Linked DNA regions of Callithrix jacchus: region 1 is linked to region 2. A link is a contact called in public Hi-C data. All regions are on one chromosome and are shown on one strand. Each heading gives the region's core, a stretch centred on a gene start, on an enhancer-like site or on the middle of the called end of the contact. The rest is flanking DNA. Distances are from core to core; before and after follow the strand shown.

Evidence for each region. Hi-C and Micro-C count contacts between places; a contact is called where the count stands out from the background.
Region 1: a contact with region 2 is called in a Hi-C map of skeletal muscle, with 2.3 times the contacts expected there. The contact joins the promoter of BRD4 here to the enhancer-like site in region 2. A contact is called at or near these places in 2 of 3 Hi-C or Micro-C datasets (induced pluripotent stem cells and skeletal muscle).

What each region holds. Positions count from the first base shown.
Region 1 is chr22:14,039,472-14,042,171 of calJac240_pri, forward strand. BRD4 (bromodomain containing 4) reads right to left here and starts at 1,390. Exons shown (of 19, transcript XM_078358978.1): 1 at 1,155-1,390. LOC144580721 (a long non-coding RNA gene) reads left to right here and starts at 1,456. Exons shown (of 2, transcript XR_013530736.1): 1 at 1,456-2,700.
Region 2 is chr22:13,972,318-13,975,202 of calJac240_pri, forward strand. BRD4 (bromodomain containing 4) reads right to left here. Exons shown (of 19, transcript XM_078358978.1): 4 at 2,621-2,756; 5 at 547-836. Among named protein-coding and RNA genes, the nearest start is that of EPHX3, 32 kb to the left of the region's middle. Within about 2 kb of position 1,489, at least 4 of the 16 cell types and tissues checked have an H3K27ac peak or open chromatin away from gene starts, as enhancers often do. A contact at or near this core is called in skeletal muscle, where this site is marked.

The sequences.
Region 1 (2,700 bases), core at 140-2,639, 67 kb after region 2:
CTTACCAGGCTGCACGAAACGTAAACAAGCAAATAAAAATCTTAAAAAATCAAGCGTGGTCTTGAGCAAAAGGCAGGTCAGTCACCCAACTGAAGCACATGACTCATGCACGGGCCTGAAGTATTTACACAGTCCACTACACCAGATGGGGGTTTCCCATCTTCATGAAAGGCCAAGCCTTGGTGGCATCTCAGCCGGTGAAGGCAAGCCATTTCCGTTTGGGAGGAAGGGGATCATTTTATTTCGCTGAATCACAACTCCCCTACGTCCCCACCCCAAACCACCACCACAGCCACACACGACACTGCAAATAAAAGAGGCCGTTGCAAGGACGCCGGCGAGCACCGACGGAGCAAAACAAAGCGCCCAGCAAGGGGCCACCAGGCTGGGAGTGGGTGCGTCAGGAGGGCCAAGTTCATCCCCCCAGGGCACCGCTCCCGCCCTCTGGGGTCTGTCCTCAGACCGGCATGAAGTGGCAATCACCTCCTTCCGGAGAGAACCTGGCCCTTTCTCCACAGGGCTCCCGGGACCACCGGGAAGGTGAGGTGATGGGGGCGGGGGCGAGGTGCCCCGGTCCAGGCAAAAGGACCTGAGTGCTAGAGTGAGAGCGCGTCGGGCCCGCGCCCGCCTACGGGACCGCACACGGGGACAGCGGCGCTCGCGGGCCCCGCGCCAGGCCCGGACTTACCCGGGCCGGGCGCGCCGCAAATCCCGCGGCAGTCGCTTCCTCCTCCTCCTCCGCCTCCTCCTCCTCCTCCTCACTTGACAAAATGGCGGCGGCAGGAAGTGCCGGGCGCCTCGGCCCGCCCCCAACCCGCCCCCGGTCGCCCGCCCAGCCGCGGCGCCCGCGCCCTCAGCCCGAACCCCACCGGCCAGCCCGAGTCCGGGTCCGACGGCACCAACGGCGGGGCGGCCACGAGCGACCCCGCCGCCCTGAGGCAAGCGACGCAGGCCGTCCTGGCCCGGCGCGAGAAGCGCGGGTGGCCAGCAGGCCCGAGCCCGCGTAGCCCCGGCCTCCCCGCCCCCGCGCCGCGCCGATGGCGTAGGTGGCGGCGCACCGGCCCCATTACGCAATGCAGGTTACGCGGGCCGCGCCGCGAGCCCCCGCCGGCCGCCCCGCGCCGTCCGCCGCCCCGAACGGCACCAGTCCTCACCTGAGACGCTAGGCCGCACGCCGCCCCCGCCGGCCGTCAGCCCGCTGCCGTCGCCCGCTCCCCGGGCTGCCTGAGCGGCGCCGCGGCCCGCCCGCCGCTCCGCCGAGCTCACAGGCCGCGCTCGCCCGCGGGCACTGCCGGCAGCCGCCGTCGCCGCCGCCGCCACCGCTTCGGCTCTTCGGCTGCGGGAGAGCAGAACAAACAGCCCTGCCGCCGCCGCCGCCGCCGCCGCCGCCGCCAGCGCACTGACGTCACCGCGCACGCTGCGCGCGCGCCTCGCGCCGCTGCCGCCGCCCGTTGTGCGCACCCCGCCCCCGTGCCCAGCGCGAACGAGCTCCGGAAAAACAGTGGCTGCGAGGTGAGTGGGGGACCCCCAGTCTGAACGATGAAGCGGGCTGGGGGAAACGCGCGGAGTGCAGACTGGGCCTGTGGGAAAGGATCTGAAGCCTGAGAGAGATCTCCAAAATACTGAGAAATGTCTGAAGACAGACCCTCACAGGGAGGGAGGACGGTGAGGAGGAACCCCAAAGACTCATGGTGGAGGCGGAGGACAGAGCCCAGTCTGAGGGAGGACTCCAGGTGGGGAGGCTGAGACGAGAGAGCTGCGATGGGGGCGCCGGGGCTGGGGTGAAATGGAGGAAAGGAGATGAGAGAAGTCTGCAAGCAAGGCCAAGACTGCCCCTGGGATCTAAAGGTGCAGCGAGGTAGCACCTTTCCTCTTTTATATCCCCCTGCTGACCTTCTTCCAATCTACCCTTTTTCTTTTTTAAAGTGACATGGTCTTGCTCTGTCCCCCAGGCTGGAGTGCAGTGGTACGATCAAAGTTAACTGCAGCCTCAAGCGATCCTCCTGCTTCAGCTTCCCAGGTAGCTGAGACTACAGGTGTGCACCACCACACCCAGCTAACTATTTTTTGTAAAGACGGGGTCTCACTATGTTGCTCCGGCTGGTCTCTGTCTCGTGGGCTCAAGTGATCCTTCTGCCTCGGCTTCCCAAAGTGCTGGGATTACAGGCATGAGCCACCACACCCTGCTCTTCCCATCCTTAAGACTCAACCCTGTGATCCCAGGAATGGTGGCTCAGGCCTGTAATCCTAGCGCTTTGGGAGGCCTAGGCAGGCAGATGGCTTGAGGCCAGGGGTTGGAGAACCTTGCCTCTACTAAAAATACAAAAATTAACCTGGTGTGGTGGTGCATGCCTGTACTCCCAGCTACTCAGGAGGCTAAGGCAGGAGAATCACTTTAACCTGGCAGGCAGAGGTTGTGCAGTGAGCCGAGATCATGCCACTGCACTCTAGCCTGGGCGACAGAGCGAGATTCTGTCTCAAAAAAAGAAAAGCCCAGCGCGGTGGCTCGCGACTGTAATCCCAGCAGTTTGGGATGCTGAGGTGGGTGGATCATGAGATCATACCAACTAATGCTATGAAACCCCATCTCTACTAAAAATAGAAAAAAATTAGCCGGGTGTGATGGTGCACCCCTATAGTCCCAGGTACTCTGGAGGCTGAGGCAGGAAAATCAATTGAACCTGGGAGGCAGAGGTTGCA
Region 2 (2,885 bases), core at 239-2,738:
GTACAGCTGCCCCTTGGGGTCACCCCCAAAGCCAGGCCCCATCTAACGGCCCAACATTCACATAGGATGGACCCAAAGATAACTGCATAGGCAAAGGGCCAAGGACAGGCAGACCCTGTCCCAGCACTCTGCTCTGCAGCTGGGACAGGACCTGCCTGTGGCAGGAGAAAGCATACAACTGAGTGCTCACTTGGAAGTCAAAGAACCTCTGGAGGCTGCTTCCTACCTAACACCAGGGCATCTCCCCAGCTGCCTAGGGGAAGCAGGATTCAGAGATTACTAAGATAGCACATCTGCAAATATGTGCAGTCTAAATTAAGAGAGAGGGGCAAGGGACAGGAGCCCGCTAGGAAGTGTGACACAATTATGGGATCTTTGAGTCATCGAGGCATCTGCTTCTGGGCTGCAATTTCAACACAGCAAGATCTCCCCAGAAACACCCTCCAGTGCCTGGGACCCAGGACAGGCTCTGTGCAAAGCATAGGCAAGGACAGGGGCCACTCTCCTCCCTGGTGACAGAAGCCCTCCGAAGCCCAGGACACTCACCTTTACAGGCTGCGGGGTAGCCGCGATGATGGGTGGGTGGCTCTGTACAGGCTGGGGAGCTGGAGCAGGTGGGGGTTGTGGCTGAGGGGGCACCGGCGGGGGCGTCTGCAGTGGCTGGGGAGGCACCACCGTCATGACAGGGGTCTGGACGATGAGGTCTGGGGTGACAGCAGGGAAGGGGTGAGGTGTGGCCTGTACAGGAGGAGGATTCGGCTGAGGGGTCTGGGTCTGCGGAGGAGTTGATGCTTGAGTTGTGTTTGGTATTGTGGAAACGCCAGGTTTTGCTGTCCCTACGAATCATAGTAAGACAGGGAGTTAGAGGCCATGCTAACATCCACATGCTGACTTTGTAGGGATATACACCACACACAGTGAATGCACATCTCTGTGTTTCGTTTATTTGCCTGAGAGACGAACATCCCAGACTCCACTTTGCCAAACCCGTCCACCTGTCCCTGGGGCTCTGAGAATAGTGGAAAACTGCACTTCCATTTACTAAGGCGTCAGGGCTGCAACTCCCAACTCAGGCACAAAGACCCCTTCATGAAGCCTGGAGGCCTGGGCTCAAGGAGCAGGAAACATACACTGACTGTGGACAGAGAGCGGGAAAACGCTTCTCCAAGCTTCCAGGCACAGCTGCCCTTGTTCCCAGAAGCGCTGCTTTCTGAGTAAGAGCTTCTGGCAGGGAGCCGGCAGTAGCCACCCTGGCCAAGGTTTCTGCAAACTGGCAGGCCCCTACCTCCCGGAGCCACAAGGGACAGCTGGACTGTTGACCTTCATGACTGGCTCAGGCGCTGCCTCCTAGCAGCTGTGCAGGGACTCCAAACACACAATGGTCACATGGCCCACCCAACCAGCTCCAAAAAATGAGGGGTTATGGCCAGAGCACTAAGAGTGGGCGGACCAGGGAGCCAGTGTCTAGGAGCATGACCTGGGGTCACCACATCCTTCGTGTGCATGTTGGCTACCAAGAAAACAGAGAAAGACACCCAGCGCCTACATGTGCAGGCTAAAGCAGCACCCATGTTCCAGGTGCATCTCAAGGAGCAAGGGTGAGATTCTGCTGAGTTTCCCAATTCTCCTCCCCCAGGCACAACTCCTGGGCTTCTCCCAGACTGGAACAGGAGGTGCCACCATGTCTGGCCAGCATTCAGCCCAAACCCCTGGTCCCAGGGAGCAAGGACCAATATCCTCATGTAAGGATAAGGGATGTGACTTTCATGAGGATCAGGGATGTGACCTGATATGTATAACAGCCACAGGGTGACAAGTGAGACTAGTTCTCCTTGGGTACCCTTGGGTGCAGCAGGGGACATAGCAACCCCCTTTCTGCCATCACTTCAAAACAGAGTGGGAGACCAGGTGAAAGGCTGCTGCTCAGAGAAGCAAACAACTCACACTCAGGGAACACCTTGCAAATGTCACCCTTCTGCAGCATGGAACTGCAAAGGACAAGATGTAGACAGCAGCTGCTGGAGAGTTTCCTAGACAGAATCATTTCCTAGTGGGTAGCTCTGCCAGCTGGCCCCTGGAAACCTGTGTCAGTTGAGGGGTAGTGACAAGCAGAGATGGACAAGGAGGGCTTTCATTTCAGACAACTGAGCATCAGAAGCAGGGATGGCTCTGATACCAGTGCATCAAGGTAATTCCAATGACAAACCTCAAGGTTTAAAACTGAGATGTTACTTAAAATGATTTCTGGTCATGTTAATGTCCTTAAAATGGAAAAGCAAAAATCATCCACAACCCTGGCAGGGTGAAGCATTCAAACAACATCAAAGTGTTTGGACAAGTTACAATTTCTTTTTATCGTTAAGTCCATCACCTACCCTCAAAAAAGGCAGGGCCCAATTATTTATGCTTACAAAAGGCCACAGGCCCACATGACCCTGTGGGATCCAGCACTGAACCAGCTGGATTGAATCCAGCATCCAATCCCACTATGTCCAAACACCAACAGGGCCTGTAGTATGTAATGTCACCATCTTCCTCCCACTCCCAGCTCCCCACCGAACTTGGAAAAGGGACAAAGGTCAGGAAGAAAGCCAATTTACTTGCTATTTCAGTACTCTACCTGCTTCTTTCCTCCCACGTCCTCTTCCTTTTGCCTGTACTATCATGATCTCAGTTTCTTCTGTGGGTAGTTCGTTTATTTTTTGCAAGAAGAGCTTCTCCAGAGCTTCTGCCATTAAGACTATGTCATCTCCAGGCTGGATAAGGAGACACATGGGCAGAGTCAGAGGGCCCTCCCCTCCCCACCTCCACAGACAGGGCACCCCATGCCGCCCCCTGCCCCAAAGCATGAAGCGTCGTATTCCAGGTCCTTCCCCGATCTGCAC